Linked DNA regions of Anas platyrhynchos: region 2 is linked to region 1. A link is a contact called in public Hi-C data. All regions are on one chromosome and are shown on one strand. Each heading gives the region's core, a stretch centred on a gene start, on an enhancer-like site or on the middle of the called end of the contact. The rest is flanking DNA. Distances are from core to core; before and after follow the strand shown. Region 1 overlaps ACOT9 (acyl-CoA thioesterase 9). Region 2 has its middle 15 kb from the start of ZFX.

Region 1 (7,543 bases), core at 3,710-6,209:
TACTTTCATCGTCTTGGCACAGCTAACACTCCTCAATGATGAAAGAGGCACAGATGACATGTCAAAGTTTGTACCTGTATTTCAAGCAAAATGGCCCAGAGTTTAAATAGAAAAATAGGAAAACAAACATGTGCCTTTATGCCAGTATGCCCTCTAAGAGCCCAGTCAAAATGCACATGAATTTTCTTCCTCAAAACACCACTTCTCCTCCACCCCTCCCTCCCTTTCTTGCCTCGTGTCCAATGTATTAAGGAATATGTCGTGAACAATGTTTCTTTCTTCTGCAGTGGGAGCCATTTTCAGTAAGGAAGCGGTGCTGAAATCAATCCTCTTTAACTTGTTCACTAAGCAGAGAAGAAAAAAAAAAGTATGTTAGAGTTTAAATGAAAAAAAAATTGATTTGGCTCTGATGATTTGAATCTGGAATCAACTGACTTCATATTTTTTTCCTCTTTTAAGTTAAAAGCTAGAGCTTGACAATCCTAACTCAAACAAAGGTTTGGCTTTTAGAACTGACTGCATATAGGAAAAAAGATAAAGACCCAATGGAGCTGATACCCAGTCCCCTTACAGGAAACGTAGGTACTCCCCCTGAAGTACAGAAAAACGTATCAAGAAAGAATCACTAAATAGCAACCTTCTTCAGGTTTTGCCAATGGTACAAGAATACAAATTTATGAATTCACTGCCATAGGCCATAATGACTGAAATTTTAACTTAAAATATCTTCTGTTCAGTTTATTCAGTCTTTAATGTTTCTCTTTAATTCTCAACTTTGAAATTCCAGCTTGAAACAAAAGAAAACAGAGCTATGCTATTTCTTCTGCTCTCCCCTCCATGTTCAGTACTCAGTACTGACATGGAGTGCCTGTCAGTTTAGCCAAAAAGTTTCCAAGAATGTGAGAGCAGGCTTTTAAAACCTGAATGATATTGACACATGAGACATGACAAAAATCTGCTTTTGAACAAATGAGGACCATTTCTAAGTAGAAGAACTTCTGAAGTCTACTTCCTTCCAGCTACTAACTTGAAACGAAAGCAGATTTACATGCTACCGGGAAATACAGAATTATTTAGGTTGGAAGAGGCCTCTAAGATCACCTGGTCCAACCTTTAACCTAACACTGCCCAGTCCAGCATTAAACCATGTCAGTAAACACTACATCTGCACATGACATACTTTCCCCTTGCTTGAAGATTTCTTCTTCCTCGGGGCTCTCAGGAATGAGTGGATTAACAAACGCTGGCCTATGGACAGAGATTTGTAAATTACAAACTTTACAAGAATTTGCCCTGTAAATACACCGTGTTTCATTTTTGCTTACATACATACACAAGATTAAAAGACATCCTTCAGATGATACCATACTTCAGATTATACCATAGAAATAAATACATTATTTCATAATTGACAGCTGCCAACAGAATATCACACTTGCTTAACTTCCTCTTCAGAATTGAAGCTATCCAACCACAGTCTAGTACAATTAAGGCAAAATAATCAACACATCTGTGCTTCATAAAGAGCTAAATCTCTACCCCTAGATTACACGAAGATCATTAAAGCAGAAAGCTATTTAGAAACTTAGCAAATGAAGTGGTGATCTAGGATAGTCTAAAATAGATACACAAAACTTGAACAGCAGCATTCCTTCTGGAATAGAAAGAGCACAGTGCTGTAGCTAGCAAGCGTTCTCACAATCTACACGTTCCCATGACAGCCTTATCAACAGCCAAAAGCTGTTTACCACATACGCCACTTATCAAAGAAGATGACAGGAGGCTGCCTTGAGTCCCAATTCATACATTTGCTTAACTGCACAAATAAATTCACTCTAAATTGCATTAAGCTTAATTATTTCTTCTCACAAAGCAGGGAAAATGCTTATTTTCAAGTACCATTTTTCCCCGTGATTCCCACAGATTATTTTTAAACACTTATACAAATACTCAAAACAAGATATATATGCAAATAAACACATACACATATGCACATACATACACACACACACACGAATATGTAAATCTGCTAAGCATATTAAGAACCTCTGTCCTCAGACTTTACTTGGGCTGGTAACAAGAAGCATACAAAGAGACCTTTCAATTGGAACAGCCTGCTCTTTTCCCTTGTTTGCTAGAACTCTGGATTTTCAAGACACACCAGCTCCTGCACTATTGCACAGCTCATTCCCCCTCTCTTCAGCTCAGGACACATCTCCATTTGCCCTCCTGTCCAAGCCCCCGAGATGCAAGTTTTTTATGGTCTACAAAGCCATGAAACCAGATTTCGGGGCATTATACCTAATCTAATATACCCTGTAGCTCTCTGAAAGGTTTCTGCCTCACATACAATGCTTCCAGAACACACCAGGTTTGTGGTGACCTGGCTCGAAGAACAGACACTGAAGTTTGAGTGAAGTCTTATCTACATGGGCTTATGCAGACAGCATATCTCCTCAGTTGTTCTCAGCCTGTTTGTAAAGCAGAATAAAAACACTGCCTTGGATAGTTGCTTGGAGTATTATTGTTTGTTTTGCTACAGTAGCCAGTCTACTAGTGTATAATGCCATTTTTGCAGTTTTGGGGGAAAAAAAAAAAAAAGAGGGGGAACCATAAAATTAAATGTATATATACATATATCTCTTTTCAATATATAATGCACTAATAGGATCTAAAAATAACACAAATCTGATACAGAAAACTATACTAGTAACTCCTTATAATAGTATCAGGATTAAATAATTATGTCAAGCAAAGCCCCTCCAATAAACACCCTTCTTCATTAAACATAGACAATTATTTAAACTATTTAAACAGAAAATCATTTATTACTTCTGAAAGTCATACAAGGTGTAAGAAATACAAGATGTAATTTTTTTCTAGTACTGGAGTCATATAAACCAAAACTGAAACTGAGCAGTCTGTTTAACAACTAAGTATTACAGAAAGGGTGAAAAACATTTTTTTTTTCTGATTTTTTTTCTCTTTTTTTGTGTTTTTTTTTTTGTTTGTTTGTTTGTTTTGTGAGAATACTCACCATGGCCATGTTTTTTTGTTCTTTGTTTTACATACTTTTTTATCTAATTTAGGTTGACGTATTCTGACAACACCTACCATACCAAATTACAGAGTTAACGATACTATTACACTCAAAGGCCATTTAACCTACCTGAAAGAAGGGTGCAAAGAGGATGGATCCATGCTATTTTCAGTGGTGCCAATGCTAGGATAAAAGCCCACGAGCACGAAATGGCACACACTAGCTTCATCTGAACATCAGGGAGCACTTTTGTTCTGTGCAGGTGACAGAGCACTGGCACAGAGTTTTCTAAACCCTCCTGGATGTGCTCCTGGGGAACCTGCTCTGGGTGCCCCTGCTTGAGCTAGGGGGTTGGACTAGATGACCTCCAGAGGTCCCTGCCAACCTAAGCTGTTCTGTGATTTTGAACCACTGAGACTCAATCTTTCTGTTGTTTTTTTTGTTTGTTTGTTTGATTGTTTTTAGGGCAAGAAAGCAATCAATTTTAACAGTTACTGTACAATGCACATGGGTCAGTAGTCCACTGATTTACTTCTTTGTTCATCAGGCCAGTCATTCAAACACAGGGAAAATCTGTTATGGAAAAGGGACAGATCCAAAGACTAACAGCAATGCCTGGTATCATTTGACTCCTGAATTCAAAGCTCTGATGCTTGCCTCAGGAAAGTAACATTTGCCAACAGAAAACATCAACTATACGATTCATTTATAACCCACACCATACAGCTTCACACATACACAGCTGCCACATTTGCCACTTTCACCACAACAGGAGCCTGGAGACTATTTCCCTGTCCTACAAATTACCGTTTGTTTTCTGGGTCCCGGGCCACCATGACAAAGGTTGCATCTAACACAGGGCAGTAATCACCATCATGCAGCTGAGAGAGACAGGAAAGAATTTTATCTTTAAACTCTAAAATTATAAAAAGTGCAAGCTATTCAGTTGGTACCACCTACACACTCACATCGTTATCACAATGTTTACTTTCATTTTATCATCCCTTCTGAGATTTCCCGCAGTAGGCTGAACAGAAGGAAAGAACACAACTTAGAACTCCATTTTCGGGAATTCTGTAACAAAACCATTAAGCAGAGGAATGCTGATTAACTACTATCTTCAGCTAGGGAAAAAAATATATAAAATAAAATTGTAAATTGCCCAGTTCCTCTTTATTCTGAGAAATGCCTAAACAATTTTATAAGTAATACCAAGTTGGCACCACTGTCAGCACTGGGAGGCAGTTCAGACAACAAAGGTGTAACGTTATCTTCTACATCAGAGACTTCACTTAAGGACACAAACCGAATCAAAAAATATTTACCTGTTTATCTGACTCATAGCCACTCCTATCACGTAAGTAGACTACCCTCGCTACTCTAAATAATTAAAATACTGAATGTTTCAGCTAACTAATCAACTGACTGTAAGTATTCAATAGAAATATTAGAGATTTTTAATTAAATTAATATTCATTTTGCTTCCTGTACAGTGTAGAGTAGTTACACCTATTTATTTTTAATTATTTAGTGTTTAATAACGTATTACCTAACCTACTGGAAGTCACCTTGGTTATTCTAGAAATGTAATTTAGACTGTTAGTGTCATCATCCAGAATTCACTCTGAAATACCTTGTGACTACTGCAGGAGAGACAGAAGTGCCAGGAACTAACCTGCAGCATGTGCATCTTTACTTCCATTGAGGTCTTCCCAACCCAAGAAACATTGCCGGTGAATTTGATGTCGCAGTCAGGGTGTACGACCTTCTTGCGCAAATCTGCAGGAATAAACGTTAGAGGTTACTGGAGACAGATCACTCAGGTCTAATACTAGAAAGACTGGTTCCTCTAAGGTCTTCTTGTGTTGTGTAAGCAGCAAAGCACACAAACAACCCCGAAGAGATGGCTCTTACACAGGACCACACTGCTAGCCTGCAGTTCCTGCCTTATCTGACCCACAGAGGTGGTCAGCAGGACATGCGACACAAGCAAGGTCCAACTTCACCAGAACACACATTGTTTAAAAATGAAGCTAAGAAACTCAAACGCTAATACAAAACCAAACACAGAGGTGCGGGATGCACAGAAGTTGTGTTTTTAAAGGAAAGGAAATCTGAAATGCTGAAAAGCATCCACTTAACCCTCTTCCCCTCCTCCCTTCTATAAAAGGCAGAATATTTAAGAGGTCAAAGGCAAAGCAACATGAAGGCAACTCAACAGGGGAGGGAAGAAGGTATCCCCAGTAACAACGACAGGAATGCAGTGGCTGCTGAATGAGTAAGATAAACAGATGAAACTATTCCTGCTGATCAAATTGCCACTTACTAATTTTATCCACCAGGGCTGTAACTATCGATAAGGGAGACCTTGGCTGCGCTTCCTGCTTGGTGTGAGTGTAGCAAATAAGAACTGTGGAGAGACCAAAAACGGAGTCAGCATTTAGTTCTCTTGTATTTTAACAAGAATTTTAGCAGAGCAGATCAAACCCATCTTTGTGAAGCATGAGAGGTACCTGCAAAACACAGACCGAAATATCACAGCGTAGGAGTGCATGACTTACACATTTTCATGTACTTAATTCAGGAGAATGCTATAAAGAAAACAGTGATTCGGCAGCTGTCTCAGCTACGTGTATATTTACTTACAACGAGAAATTTAACTGAGTGCTTTAAATCAACCTGTCACTCCACTCCTTCCAATCCCACATAATCTATTCCCTTATCCCTGTAGCCCACTCTCTCAGATCATTCATTCCCTTCCTACCTCCTACTTCGATTTCATGCAGGTTGTTCAAGGATACATACTATCTGCAGACTTGTTTTCAGATACTGATTCCTTTAAAGAGGTGCAGATTAGATAAACTGTGCCCTACAGGCATGAAAGCATAGTTAGAGGTAATTATCACACTGTAATCATTACTAGCCAAATGATTACTTGATTAATAAGCTCTGCTCACGAGGGCATATGCAAGTAAACAGACTCCTCAGAGTAATAACAGACTCAGAGCAATAGTGAAGAGTAATGTTGCAAAGACTTACTCTTCCCTAGTACTCAAGTAATTTTCACTCAATAAAGGTTTCAAAAGCATCTCATTAGGTGCAGATACTTTCCAGAAAAGGAAAATCTCTGTCTTTCCAGGAAATTTAAGTAAAAATTACTAAAATCATAATTCTAAAAATTGTGATGCCTATCAGTCATGGCATCAATACAATCAATAATAGTCCAAATAGGATTTACCAGAACCCTAATGCCAAAGACAAAAACTTAGAAATTGATCAGCCATTCACATGGCACATTTGCCAAGATCACTGGATATGCTGGGGAGAGGGTGGAATGGTATTTGTTCCCATGAAAACCGCTTACCACCATTCTGAACACTGTGTAACTGGCACAGAATCTTGATTTCCCCGGAATAATATATCCCCAGTAGAGCTGACTGGAGACAAGTATGACTACAACAAGGCAAGGACATTCTGTGCTGTTACCAGGAAAAATCCAAGATCTTCACAGGTCTACAGAGAAAATAAGCAAGGCACAGAACGAAAAACAGGCTCATCTCATCAGATGAAATGAACCACTAGCTTCAAGTCTCCTTTTCTAATTTAGGACAAGTCCTGAAGCTACTATCTTCCATCTCCCAGCACAAAATACAAGTCATCTAGCTCTTTTGGCTATCCTCACAGAAAGGTGACACACAGTCACTTGTTTCTCTGCCTGCCTCACTCTTGGCCATCCGGACCCACAGAAGGTCTTTCTGTCCTGCTGAAGGAACCATTACGTACATGCTTCCCCCTCAGACCTTTCCCTTAACAAGCACTCTTTTTTTTTTTGCAAAAAAGCTCCATCAGAATGCTACTGACCAGCTACAGAACTTTACTGAAGAAAGACGTCATCTGGTGACATTTTGAGACAGAACAGAATAGTTGGAAAGGACCTACAAAGATTGTGGAGTCCAATCGCCTGATCACTTCAGGGTTAACCAAAATCTTAAGCTTATTACTGAGGGCACTGTCCAGACGCCTCTGGGCACCAGCAGGCACAAAGAGCAACCACCTCCCTAACAAGCCTGTTTCAGTGTGTGACGGCAAAGAAACGTTTCCTAATGCCCAGTCTGAACCTCCCCGGCACAGCTTTGTGCCGTTCCCACGCTTTGTTGCCCTTCTCTGGGCACTTTTAAGGTCCTCACATCCTTTTCATGTTGCTGACCAGAACTGCATGCAGCGTTCAAGGCGAGGCCGCATCAACGCTGAATGCAGTGAGACAATCACCGCTTTTGTCCAGCTGGCTGTGCTGTGTATAATACACCCCAAAAAGTGGTTTGCCCTCATGCTGAGCCTGCTGCCACCAGCACCCCCAGGTCCCTTTCTGCTGAGCTGCTCCCCAGCCACCCGGCTCCCAGTCTGTGCCTGTGTCCAGCATTGCTCTGTCCCAGGGGCAGAACCTGACATCTCTGTTGAATTTCCTGCTCACTTCTAAGAGAAAAAGATCAAGTCATACTAACA
Region 2 (7,543 bases), core at 3,766-6,265, 120 kb after region 1:
ATAACCATATTAATGGATCCCGGGGCAGAGGTCACGGTAATTGCGCTTCAGGATTGGCCCAAAGGTTGGCCATTAGATTCCACCACAAAAGGCCTTGTGGGAGTTGGTGGTGTCTCCGATACTTTTCAGAGCCGGGATATGCTTACCATTAAGACTCGTGAAGGCTCGCTCTATAATGTGATGGGACAGGGCAAGTTTACCCTGAGCTTTCCAGAAAATTTTTGATAGCTACCATTGACAAATGACCATGCATGAGACTCACCTGGAGGACTAATAATCCTGTGTGGGTGAATCAATGGCCGCTCCCTGCAGAAAAGGTCACTGCTCTCCAAGAACTTGTCCAAGAACAGTTACAATTGGGACACATTACCCTCACAACCAGACCCTGGAATTCACCCGTGCTTGTTATTAAAAAGTAAAGTGGAAAATGGCGATTACTTCACGATTTACGTCAAATAAACAATGCGATGGAAGACATGGGAGCTCGCCATCCCACATTACCTTCTCCTGCTATGATCCCTCGAAACTGGAATATAGTAATCATCAATTTAAAGGACTGCTTCTTTACTATTCTGCTTCACCCTGCTGTTACTCCTTGATTCGCGTTCTTGGTCCCCAAAATCAGTAAGACAGAACCAATGGATTGGTATCATTGGACTGTGCTGCCCCAAGGGATGAAAAGCTCCCCAACAATTTGCCAAACATACATAGCAGGAGCACTATGCCCCGTATGCAAACAATTCCCGCATGTATACATTATCATTATATGGATGACGTATTGCTCTCCAGTCTGACAAACAACGCAGGAAGTACTGCCTGTTCTACGGCAGGAGTTACAGAAATGGGGATTACAAATCGTGCAGGAAAAAAATCAAATGGAGGCTCCTCAGAAATATTTAGGCTGGAAGATACTGCAGCGAAGTATTCAACCCCAAAATTTAGCCATTACAATGGAAAATCACACACTCAGTGATGTCCAGAAACTTATAGACAATATAAATTGGATAAGAACACAATGTGGAATTGACAACCATACCCTAGCACCCCTGTTCGAGTTGTTAAAAGGGGACACTGATATTAATATGCCCTGCCAGCTGAAGACACTAAACTAATGAAGACAGGGTGACACTACACCATATAGAAGAGATCTCTGCCCAGCAATGCTAGTGGTGAGCAGAAAATTTACCTGTTCAGCTCTACATATGCAACCAGAATCCACAGCCTTTAGCTATTATCGCTCAATGGGACTCCAACACAACAGACCCATTGCTACTATTAGAATGGGTGTTTCTACCCCACCAACCGACAAAGACACTTGCCACCCGCATTGAGATGTTCTTGGATTTGATTAGGAAGGGCAGAGAACTAATTATACATGTAGAAATGGCCGGAGAAAAGCCAAAATCCATTATCATTCTGATAGTTGAAGACTGTCTTGATTGGTGCCTCCAGAATAGCTTAGAGCTACAGTCAGCCCTTTCGGGTGTCAATGGTCAATTTGATATACATCTCCCATCTCATAAAATGCTTACTTTTTCTAATAACGTACAGGTTGAGGACAAGCCGCTATATTGATGGCACCCTGTCCAAGGACAAACAGCATTTACAGATGGGTCAGGGCTGTAGTCATGTGGGAACAAGGAGGCCACTGGCAGCATGTGATAGAAGCAATACAGGGCTCCCCTCAGATAGCAGAATTACATGTGGTAGTAATGGCATTCAAGCAACAGGACCAGGCTCCACTAAATATTGTGTCTGATTCACATTATGCAGTAGCACAACGAATCAAAAGATCTCATATCAAACACATCCAGAACGAGGCACTATTCTTAAAATTTAAAGAGTTATTATTTCTTGTAGAGCACCGTACCCATCCTTATTGTGTGATCCACATTAGAAGTCATACGACACTCATGGGATTCTTTACAGAAGGAAAAACCCGGGCCCGTCAACTGACCAACATTGCATTGCAAGTCCCCGTGCCAAATACGTTGTCCCGGGCTTGTTTATCACATCAATTCTTCCACCAGGCAGCAAAAGCATTGTCCAAACAATTTGCCATCCCCATAGGAGATGCTAAGCTCATAGTACAGACCTGCCCAGATTGTTAATAACAATCAGGCTCACCAACTACAATTAATCCTAAAGCCCTCTCTTCTCTTCAGATTTGGCAAACTGACATTACTCACATTCCCGAGTTCGGGAGGCTAAAATACGTTCATATGTCCATAGATTCTTTTTCACATGTGCTCTAGGCCTCTGCGATGGTGGGTGAAACAAGCCGTCACATACAGGTGCCTTTCTGTGTGGCCTTCACCGCCCTCAGAATCCCTAAAGAAATAAAAACTGATAATGGCCCGGCTTATGTGAGCCGCTCTACGTGGGTTTTTTTCCATACCTGGGGTATCACTCACAAGACAAGCTTCCCACGCTCACCCACAGGACAAGCAATAGCAGAGCGTGTTCACTGCACTTTTAAGGACTTATTGGCAAAACAGAAAAAGGGGAAGACACAGGAGACCCCGCAGAATAGATTAAACAAAGTGGTATAGGTCATGAATCATTTGACACTACCTTTTCAATACGAAGAAATACCACCATTAAGCATTTTAAATCAATGGAATCAGGACTAACATCCGTTCCAACAGGAGAAGCGATGGTTATGATGAGAAATCTGGATACTGGGGGTTGGGAAGGACCATATCCCTTCATAACCTGGGGGTGAGGGTACGCTTGTGTTTCCACAGGACAAGGGCCATGATGGGTGTTGGCTCGTGGTGTGTGACCATGGTTGGGACCATCGTCCTCATCCACCTCTGCAGCTTTGGTTCCTCCTGGGTCTCAATCCAGCCCAGACAAAACATCTGGGTCACCCTCACCAACGTGACTGGACAAAACCATATGTCTGTCTATGGCCAGCGTGCAAAATCCGTTCATGACCTGCCTAGATTCCACTAGAAGATAAGGATCTGACAAATTCAGTTAGCAGCACATCGACAGGGCCACACCTTGTGGGGGGGTGGAACCTCTCGGATACAAGACATGCCTCCAGAGAAGCAATGAACAACTGGGATGGTTGGGTGGTCCAATTACCGATAGCCCCGTTGGAGCTGCAGGAATTGGATATCCTGGGATGTGTAACAGCAACAGCATGTGTAAGGTTCAATTGCACGGGCAAAAAACAGATCATGAAACAAATGGTCAACACCACCCTTGCTCCTTATTGCAATGCATCTCTTTGTTGCAATTATACAAAACTATAATAGCATCATTCCTTGTGCCAGGAGTTGCTCTGCTCGGCTGTGGGATCGACTGTGGAATGGACGCCCCTAGCTGCACCCCAAGCATTTTCCTCGGAGGGGTCTCCACTCTCAGCCACTCACTACGGGAGTAGACAAGGACCTCCTGAAGCCGTGGACAAATTATTTTAAGTGATATTTTCTTGTGGTATGAATGAGAAGTGCAAGAGGCCTCTTTGCGTGACTGTGTGATTGTGCTGTGTGAGTGAGAAGCAGCATCGCTGTGAAGCAACATCCCTAGTGCTTAGTGGCTTGTTGACTGATGTAGACTCCAGTAGGCACGCTGCTTTACAGTCGTAATTCTGCATGTGATTCTCACCCTGTTGCTTACTGTACCGTGCTTATTGCAAAGTTTGCGATGATTGATAGAAAAATCTATAGAAAGCGTTTGGTTGGTTGAAAATAAAAAAGGGGAATCATGGGAAAGGAATTTGCAGGTAGCTTTGTGCTGTTTCACACGTTCCTGAATTAGAGATCATGAGGGAAAAAATGGTAGAAACAAAAACTTGAGCAAGGCTGGGATAAAGTAACTTGGCGACAGTGTTGAAGATGAGCTTTAGGCAGTGGCCAGTTGCTGGCTGGCTCGAGGCGCATGTCTGAGGGTCTCAAACCAGCTGTATGACAGGTTCGGGCATGTGGACAGCGCGTGGGGCTACAGGGAAAGTGTGTGTAGTAATGAAAAAGGGCAATAAAGGCCTTCTGTTCAAGAGCCATCAGGAGTCTGTGTCTTTCATCCCTTCACATATGGAGGCAATAAGAAAATGCTTCTTAAGTAGTCTGGCTCCAACATGCAGGACTAGTTTCCAAAAGTAAAAGTTTAAACTACCTCATTACTAAAACCCTGTGGTTATATTCTGATGTATAAATCTGTTCTTGTGGGAGTTTAAATATACCAGTGGTGAAGCAGGTAGCTGTTCAAGTACGAAACCTTCCAGTTTCATAGGTCAGTTCTCACGGAAGAGTGCTCTCCTGATATCTCATAGAGATTTCTTTTAAAGTAGCCAAAATTAAATGCAGAAGGGGGAAAATGAGGGCAATTAGAGGTTCTGATACTTTAACAGCTGTTCTGATACTTTAACACCTTCTGGCTTCCTGGCTGAGACACTGAATGCTTTTGAGTGGTGTAACAGGGAAGAAGGGTTGACTTGTCACACAGTGCTTTGTACTGGCTCAAGTTAAACTAAGGCATTGTTGAAGGATACAGTGCTGACTGAAGACGTTGTCAGGCTGCATTACTTCAAGATTATTTAACAAGGCAGCCTGATGCAACGGAGCCTTTCTTCAGTACAATAAGGAGGTATCTTGTGCAGTGGCACAAAGTTAATGGGCCGTGTCAGACTAATTATTTCTGAATTTTTAGCACGTACTTGGGAAATGCCGTTTCTCAGCCAAATCTCAGGTCATGTTCTGAAAGGGCGAAGCCTGAATTTTCAGCTAACATCTTTGCTGATTTTGTTCTACTACTACTACAAAAAAAATAATAAAAGTAAAAATCCACAAGCATTTTAAAATGATACTTCTGTTATGCATTCTATCTGCTCCCTCGAGTTCTCTCTAGCTCACTCCTGGAAAAGGAGCTTCCACTGTTTTTCCATGCGGCTTCTGCCCCCTCCTGTTGATGTGCCGCCATCCCATCGCTCCTCAGCCAGGCAGAGGCCCCGGCTATGCACGCCCCTGCCCTTCTGCATCACGCCTTGCTTCAAGGACAAGGCCAAAAACCCCTACATACTTTCAAACAGCTGCCTCCCCCTTCCTACTAGTAATATTTAAACATTGCACCGAGTCCTGCTTTCCAGGGCTTGTCTCTTCCTGACCATGCGATGGCGCTTGTGTATGCATGATTACATCCAGTGGTCTGTCCCCAAACCGCCAGACTTCCTGCGCACGGCCTGTCGCGCATCACTTCTTCCATTACCACCACTACTCTGGCACAGCTGGCTTAAAAGCTGATGCTCACGTACAGTGATGCTAAAATTATGAATGTGTCCTGGCGTTGCTGTTCTTGTTTCTGTAAATCTGCATCTGTCTGTGCACATCTAATTTCCCGTATGTCTCCAGTCCGTCTTACTGCCATAGTAAGAGTGCTCGTTCCACATGGTTTTGGATTGAGCCCAGGCAAAATAAACATTTTTAGACAGTTTTTTGTTTGTGTTGAATAACATTTCATCTGTAACAGTCAAAAACTTATGTAAGGAGCACAAGCACATAACTAATTTCACCTTTCTGTTTAACCTTGAAAGGATTAAACAACAAAGAAACAAAAGACCCTAAACCCTAACATGGGCAATGTATAACACAGGAGGAGGAAGTAGGAGAATTTTGGTGGCAAGGAATAGGAATCTTGTCAAAGGAATTACTTCAAGCATTTAAATAAATATGTGTGAGGAGCGGCTGAGGGAGCTGGGGTTGTTTGGTCTGGAGAAGAGGAGGCTCAGGGGAGACCTCATTGCTCTCTACAGGTACCTGAAAGGAAGGTGTGGGGAGCTGGGGGTCTGCCTCTTCTCATGGGTAACTGGTGATAGGACTAGAGGGAATGGCCTCAAGTTGCGCCAGGAGAGTTCAGGCTGGCAATGAGGAGACATTTATTTTCAGAAAGAGCAGCCAGGCGCTGGGACGGGTTGCCCAGGGAGGTGGTGGAGTCACCGTCCCTGCGGTGTTCAAGGAGAGGCTGGATGTGGGGACATGGTTCAGTGGGTGACATTGGTGGTAGGGGGATGGTTGGAGCAGAGGATCTTGGAGGGCTTTTCCAACCTGGATGGTTCTGATTCTATATTTAATGTCTTCTATAAGATACAAGGACTTAGAACACCAAGCTCAAGCATGGATGAAAATAGTCCAAATAGTTGAAATAATGTGCATATGTGATTTTTACTTGTGCTGAGGAAGGCTTCGCTGAAAATTTACAGGGTCTGCATTTTGAAAACACCAACTTTTCAGATCGAGAAGTTGCTTCTAAAGCCCAGCATATATATTCTTTTTAATATTTCAGTACATCTACAAAAAAAAAAAAACAAAAACCAAAAAAAGCCGCAAATTTAAGCCTCGTGTTTCATAATCCTAAGGATAATAAATATCAAAAGAAAAAAATATAGGGTAGGCAAGAAGGTGTCTATCAGTCATTTCAGTTCTCACACTCACAGCAGGAACAAGGCCCACCAGACTGCATTACATGATTTTGTCACCACCTAGCAATTTAGGGGGCTTTTTATGTAGGACTTTTCTGAGGAACTTTTGAAGCATTCAAGTTAACTGGAGCACCAGCTCTCTTTTATTGTCTCTTGGTTGACATTTGTAAAGAAATCTAAAATGTCAAACAGGAGTCATTCTAAATACAAAGACAGCCTCAGCCTCATCCCCTGCACAATAGTACCCGACTCTATGTTTATGTACTGTTTCAGTTTATTTAATGATGAAGCCCTGAAAAGTTTTTTCTTCTGCAAATGTGCTGTAAGGTTCTCTGGTCCATTTTTGTTCCTGGTTTTGCTTAATCATCTATTAGACTATGTAATCCATTATGAATCTCAAAATGTTTCATTTGCCATATAGCCCTAACTACTACATGCATTCAGAATTCAGTCTCAGCTTTTGGCAGTTTTTATTCCAAAAGCTTTTTTTTTTTTTTTAATCTAACGTAACTAGTACTGTACATACAGGAGTAGAATATTTTTTCTTTTCTTTTGTACTTCTCCTGCCTACAGCCAAAATGCTGATGATGAAGTTTAGCAAAAAGCATTTCCCGTTTATTCCTTTGGCAGTAATTGTATACAACTTAATCCTTTATAAATCTAAAATGGAGTCATACTTTTCACCAACAAAGGTATGAGAGCGTAATTATTTCTTCCATAACAATTGCAAGCATTCACATATTCTCCGTATGGTTTTGGCTCCTTGCCTCTTCTCTGGCTGTCTGATAACACGTGTGTTAAACATGCTGAGCCTGCACATGCTGGTGCGGCCGCGCAAGCGATGCATGTGTACGCCTCAGACACACGGATTGTCCTGTTAATACCGGTGGGACTATTATCTGCTTAAAGGTAAGCTTGTGGTTTAAGCGTTATGGAAACTTTGATCTCAAGTTACTTCGATTTTCCTGAAGGTATAGTTCTTTCTTTACATGACAGTTCACGCTATCACTGTTTCCCCAACATGTATTCTCACGATGGCAATTTATTCGTGCAGCTAAAACCTCACATTTGGCTTGGAAAGGGTTTATAACTTTACGTTGAAGTGTCTGTTTAGACACT

Evidence for each region. Hi-C and Micro-C count contacts between places; a contact is called where the count stands out from the background.
Region 2: a Hi-C map of small yellow follicle shows a contact between it and region 1, with 2.3 times the contacts expected there. The contact joins two enhancer-like sites. A contact is called at or near these places in 3 of 8 Hi-C or Micro-C datasets (liver, small yellow follicle and subcutaneous adipose tissue).

The regions. Positions count from the first base shown.
Region 1 is chr1:116,423,217-116,430,759 of IASCAAS_PekinDuck_T2T, forward strand. ACOT9 (acyl-CoA thioesterase 9) reads right to left here. Exons shown (of 15, transcript XM_027449059.3): 6 at 5,367-5,450; 7 at 4,716-4,819; 8 at 3,848-3,921; 9 at 1,181-1,248; 10 at 233-344. Among named protein-coding and RNA genes, the nearest start is that of ACOT9, 14 kb to the right of the region's middle. Within about 2 kb of position 4,960, at least 3 of the 8 cell types and tissues checked have an H3K27ac peak or open chromatin away from gene starts, as enhancers often do. A contact at or near this core is called in small yellow follicle, where this site is marked.
Region 2 is chr1:116,543,651-116,551,193 of IASCAAS_PekinDuck_T2T, forward strand. No RefSeq gene overlaps it. Among named protein-coding and RNA genes, the nearest start is that of ZFX, 15 kb to the right of the region's middle. Within about 2 kb of position 5,016, at least 5 of the 8 cell types and tissues checked have an H3K27ac peak or open chromatin away from gene starts, as enhancers often do. A contact at or near this core is called in small yellow follicle, where this site is marked.